2 separate regions of the Gossypium arboreum genome follow, and region 1 is linked to region 2. The links are chromatin contacts, called in public Hi-C maps. All regions are on one chromosome and are shown on one strand. The core of a region is the stretch at or near the end of the contact, and the rest is flanking DNA. Distances in the headings are between cores, read along the strand shown.

What was found. Hi-C and Micro-C count contacts between places; a contact is called where the count stands out from the background.
Region 1: a contact with region 2 is called in a Hi-C map of leaf, with 2.1 times the contacts expected there. The contact joins the promoter of LOC108485540 here to the promoter of LOC108486630 in region 2. A contact is called at or near these places in 2 of 5 Hi-C or Micro-C datasets (both in leaf).

Annotation. Positions count from the first base shown.
Region 1 is chr6:18,533,138-18,536,398 of ASM2569848v2, forward strand. It overlaps LOC108485540, which reads left to right and starts at 1,665. Exons shown (of 5, transcript XM_053029468.1): 1 at 1,665-1,809; 2 at 1,930-2,046; 3 at 2,114-2,194. The coding sequence starts at 1,807.
Region 2 is chr6:18,388,903-18,391,858 of ASM2569848v2, forward strand. It overlaps LOC108486630, which reads right to left and starts at 1,265. Exons shown (of 7, transcript XM_053029746.1): 1 at 1,082-1,265; 2 at 733-978; 3 at 1-86. The coding sequence starts at 916.

The sequences.
Region 1 (3,261 bases), core at 415-2,914, 140 kb after region 2:
ATGATCTTATATAAGATAAATATCGACTCACGTCGAATGCTAAGCCTTAAGAAATATAATAATTTTAATTATATTTTCACCAAATGATTTAAAAATATAATATATAAAATTTATCTTTAAATGCTATTATACCAAAAGTGTGAGACATCAAAAGCTAACAAAAATTAATAGTTTAAGTATCCCATTTAACCACAAAAAGTTGAGTTCTTAAGTGAGAAAACTGATACAGTTTGAAAGCCAATTTTGTATTTAAGCCTAAAACAACATTTTATCAAAATAAAGTTAAAAATCCAAAACCTAAAATTAATAACAAAAAAATTAAGAACATAATTGAATTAAATTACCATAGAATTGTATGAAAAATCTAAAAGACTCAATTGAACTCAGTCATATGAAACTCTTTGAAATAATGTATTTCTAGAAATAAAATGTAATAAAAAGAATTATCTTGAATATAAATATGCAAGAGGTCCCAATATTATAAAATTAGGGATAATTTAGTCACTCTTAAAATGAAGAAAGCAATTTAGTCCTTTATACCATTCAAAAGTGACTAGACAAACAAAATTGAGATTGCATAAATTATTTGGTTAAAATATGCCATAAGTTTTCATATTTTTAAAGAAATTAGAATTTAATCTTTGTACTTTTATTTTTAGGAATTTAGTTTCTTTACTTTTCAAATTTCAAAATCAATTTCCAACTATTATCACTGTTATTTTTTTGTTTAATTTATTGGTATGACATTTTAAAATAAAAATTACATTATAATTAATCTAAATTCAACAAAACAAATTTAATAGTGTAAACAGTTAAATCTGAATTTTGAAATCTAAAAATAAAGGAACTAAATTCTGAAAATAAAAGTACAAAGACTAAATTCCATATTTTCAAAAAACATATTTTAACTTAACTATTTTCGTTAATACATGACATATTTTTATCCAAAAATTTCAAAAATAATAAAGAAGTTGTACAATATTTTAAAAATTCAAAACAATTAAATTCTTTTTCAAAAAGTAAAAAATTACAAAAGAATCTTAAAATTCTAATATTTTATAAAGAGAATCTAAAATTAATAGAAATTTCAAAGTTATGAAAATTGAAAAAATAAATAAAAATTTTGAAAAATAGATATTTAATATTTTAAATAATTTTTAATTTTGCTAGAAACTATTTGAATATTATATAATTTTTATATTTTATACGTTTTTGGATAAATTTTGTAAAATTTTGAAATTTTTAAGAATTTTTCCCCAAAACATTGGAATTTTCATTAGTTTTTATTTTTGTTTTTAAATTTTTCTATAATAGTTTAGAATCTTTTAAGAACTTTAGAATTTGTTTGTAATTTTTGGAAGTTTGATTAATTTTAATTTTTTTATGATTTTTGTAAAACCTTTTGAAACATAACACGTTGAATGCATCAAAGAAAATAACTAATCCTAATTTTAATTTTTTTACTAACTTCAAATAATATATGAAAATAAATTACATTGTTGAGAGAGAAATTAAATTATTCATAACCTTAAAGTATAGGGAGTTCTGGGTATTTATACCAATATAAATTTCCCAGATTCAGCCGCAAAAACACCCCACGATCCATAAAAAGGTGGATGGCGGTATGGTCAAGGCCATTGTCGTAATTTCATAATCACAAGCGCCTAGTATATAAAGAGAACGGAACGCGTGATTCCAACGTCTTCGAAAAAGAAGAAGAAAAAAAGAGCGAATGAGTTTTGGCGTTTTAAACTCGATTCTGTGACTCAAGGGTTAACTTGGAGGCGGCCATTGCTCCGTCTAAGCATGGTACCGTAATATTTCATCCCTTTCCTGTTTTTATTTATTTAGCTTTTGTTTCAGTAAATTTCTTTTGTTGAAAACTATGGGGGGATTTTTTACTTGTTTGTTTGATTAAAATACCCTTAGATGGAGAAAAACAGGGGATCTATGTCTTCCATTGTAGACAAACATGGAGTTTTATCTAAACGTAAGTTGCGTTCTGAATCTGCTGATGATGATTTATCTGATATCAATGACGCCGAGGTAAGTACATCACGGTTTTTTTTCTTAAAAAAATTATTTTAAATTTTAGCTAATAAATGCATTGTAGATTACTGGTTATCTTAACAACAAAAAGGAGATGCTTTTCAAGAAGTTCATTTGGGAAGCCATGAATAAAGATTATCAAAAGGTATTTTAGTTCTTCTCTCTTTTTTGTATTTTTTTTCAAAATTCAAATTACAGTTATGGCAATGTCTTTGGGTTTATATTACATTTGTTTAGAACTCGAAAAAAGAGAGGAGGGAAGTGGTAGAGAAAAAGGAAACTGATTACTTGTCTGAATACTTGGTCTTGGAGTGTAGGGAATGAGATAATGAATCTAGTTTGAATGTCGGATTGTGTTGTAGAATTTAAGCAATAAGTTGGCGGAGTGAGCCGTGGAGTCAGCTGGTGATCTCTCACTGAAAATTATCAATGAAGCTTGTAAGCAGTGTGCTGAAGGTATTTATTGTTATCCCTTAACGGTTAAGTTCATAAAAAGAATAGAGAATCTTTAAACCAAAGTAATTAGGTGAGTTTAGTTGTAAAGTAATTGTTTTGGATACTGTTGTTCTTGTGTATTGCCTGGTTTAGAGGCATAAAATAAGTAATCTTTATCTTCCGAGTGAAACTATGAACTAGTGGAGTTTTATGAATTGGTCTGATTGCTAATTTGTCACTGCAATTTTCCATAAAACTAAATTGGCTACCAAGAGGTCCATTAAATTTGAACTTAAATTTAGCTTTTTTATGCACTTTCTGCCAAGAAAAGATATACGTCTAGGTTCTGAGTGAATTATGATCAATGGGGATGAAGAATTATTAAGCAGAGAGGAAATATAACAAGGCATAAATGATGAGAGGAAGTATTTGGTTCATTCTATCTATGAGTATTGTCAATGGGGAATATAAAATACTTCTTATGGTCTAAGCTGCACAAATTCTTAGCAGTCATGCCAACTGCTAATTCTTCATCTCTTCTGATGGAGTCCAACATTAGAAGTGCTTAATTGGCGTTTTCATATTTGTTTAACATTCATATAACCACTTTCACACGCTTTCCCTTATTTCTCTATGAATGTTCCAGACTGATATTTGTCCATGTATAGAACTACATTTAACTATACTTTTATCATTCGTTATTTTCTCAAAGTGCTACTAAACCATGCATTTCGTTTGTCATCCTGCTTGAACTGTTCAATCACTTGAATACACTTC
Region 2 (2,956 bases), core at 15-2,514:
AAAGAGAAAATTTCCCAAGCTGACCCTCAGCACCGCATCTGTTTCAAACCATTCCCTGTTGGGTGTTTTGTGAAATTGATTGATCCCTGTATAAATAACAATATTATATTCACTAAATCAGCAAATCAAGTATATCAGGACATAGACAACAAGTTCAGTTATACCTCTCAAGACCAAGTTTACTTTTCCCCATCAAGAAATATGTAAAACATTATAAACATGAAATGTGTGCCACATACAAATAACTAATGGCAAAATAACATGGGGCAGCACGGTCCAGGAGAAATGAGGTGCAAGTACCAGTTATCCAACACTCAAAATAAATATATATATACAGTTCATCCAGGAAACAGTTTTGATTCAATATACTGAACATGGTGAATAGAAATATACCCAGATTCATATGGAAATCAGAGCTTTCTTCAGATTCATGTGGTGAATAGTTAATTAAGAGAGCATGTTTAAAATGCATTTAGCTCCGTGTAAGACAATGCTAATGCAACAAAGCCTAAAGAATTTGACTTATCCGCCCATTGAAGAGGTTATTGATTGGATACTATTTACCATATTGCAGCAACATTCACTCAGTGCAACAGTTACCAAGATATGTGTAATGGAATCTTAAAACAAACAAATTATGCTCCGAATAATTAATAATATAAAGATCTAGAACACACTCAGCAATAACCAAAATAAAATAAAATAAAAGAGGCAAAACCGAACGAAACTTACAAGGCAGCTGCTCCATGAGAGGGGCGGCAACCTCACGTAGGATCCACGAAACAAACAGAGAAAGGGCAAATAGTCCACAATAGGCTATCCTTGCAGACCTCCGGCTTATCCCCGAAACCACCGTGCGGCACGCATCGCAGGCGCACGCCGCACAGCACGATGCAAGGCATGAAGCAGCCCACATCTTCACCACAACAAGATAGATTAACCCGCCGAACCCTAAAACCTTTATTACTTTGATCAAAACTAAAATTAAATGAATAGATTCTGTACAAGACCCTAACTGTTGAGAATTGAATCGGAAGAGCCCTCAAAAAGGAAAAATAATAATTGAGCAAATATGTGTTACCTGAGAAATTGAAGGAGAAAAAGTTAGGCGAAGGCGATGATTCGAAACACAACAAACCCAAAAGAGGAATCGGAATTGCTTTCTCAGTCAGACTCTTAAATTCCTAAAATCATATACGGCTGTTAGATATTGCACTTCTCCTAATTTCCTTATCACAACCGTTTGTTTACCTTGATGACGACTTAGATTGTCTTTTGTTAATAATTTGGGTAATCTGCACTAGTAGTCACTCAACTATTAGTAAATTCATTTTTAATACCCAATTATAAAAAGTTATAAAATAACCACTCAACTATTAATAATATGAAAAGTTACAAAATATCAATCCAACCATTCAATTTTGTCTTTTTTGGTCACCACATGACTAAGCAGTTTGTAAAATTGATATAATAGTAACTTTAACCCTCAATATTTATATATTATATCAATTTAGTCTTAACTCTAGAAAATCTAACCTTCAACATTTTTTCAATTCAACTTTTCTTTGTGACCATTTCACCTAAAAAGATAAAAAAAAATTATCAACTAAATTTTATTGAAAATATATTAAAATGAAAACACCCAAAAATCTAAGACAATAATTTCTATCTTTTCTCGTCCTTTTAAAATTAACCTTTAATGTCAAAAAGAAAATAAAAACTGCAAAAAATTAGACTAAATTACACAATATGAATGTTAAAGGTTAAAGTTGCTATTATGTTAATTTTAAAAGGTGCCACCATTAGTTAGCCGTTGACAAAAAAAAAAGAAGAAGACAAGATTGACTAGTTAGCTGACCATTTTATGTAACTTTTCATAGTTAGGTGACCAAAAAAAAGAAATTTATTAATAGTTGGGTAAAAATTAACTTTTTGTGCTTTGGTGGCCAAAAAAATTTACTAATAGTTGGGCGACTACTAGTTAATTTACACTAAAAAATTTTATATTTGGTGTTGTGGTTAAAATTAGGTAATGTTTAGAAATTTAATTAGTTGGAAAGTGATTTTAACTTTTAGTTTGTCAATATTTATTTACTTTCTTTTGAATTTCATTCCTTCAAGTTACTTTCCTATAAAATGGCAGGGTAAACTATACAATAGGTCACTCAACTATTGCCTATTTTCTTTGTTGGTCATACAACTATCAATTTTTTTAATTTAGTCCCCAACTATTGCCCTTTTTATTTTTTGGTCACCAACTACCATTTTTTTTTAATTTGGTCACCCAACTAATTGAGATTGTTGTTTTTTTTTGTCCATTTTATGTTAAATGTGTTAAATCTTTTACGGGAGAGTGATGTGACAATTAAAAAAGCAGTATAATAACAAATTTAGGCCTCAACTTTTACATATTATATCAATTTAGTCATAATTTAAAAAAATTAACCCAATTTACAAATGATCTCAATTTGATCTTCAAAATTTACCTTTCTCTTTCCCTTCCCCACTGCCACTACCATCATTCGCACTGCCACTAAGATGATGGTAAAACGCAAAACAAAAGCATTAAAAGAATTAGCAACAACTAAATCAACTTGAAACTGGTTTTAGCAATGGAATAGAGGACATCATTGAGGGCAATGTAATGGTGGTTATGGCAATTGCAACGACTACGACTATTGTGCACCATCAAATCAGGATCCAAACACGTATATTGCAATTGTCGTTACTAATTCTTCTTAAGAGGGGTGTTTAACAATCATCAATGGCTTGTAATTTGGAGCAATTTGCAACAAAGAGATTTTTTTTTTTTATAATTGCAACAATGAAGAAAATAAGAAAATTGATAAAAGAAGAATTTAGAAAAAAAAAGATAGATATTAGAAGGAGAAAGAAAAGATCTAATACTAATTGCACCAGATCAGGAAAGAAGGGTACCTATAGTTGATCTTCCATA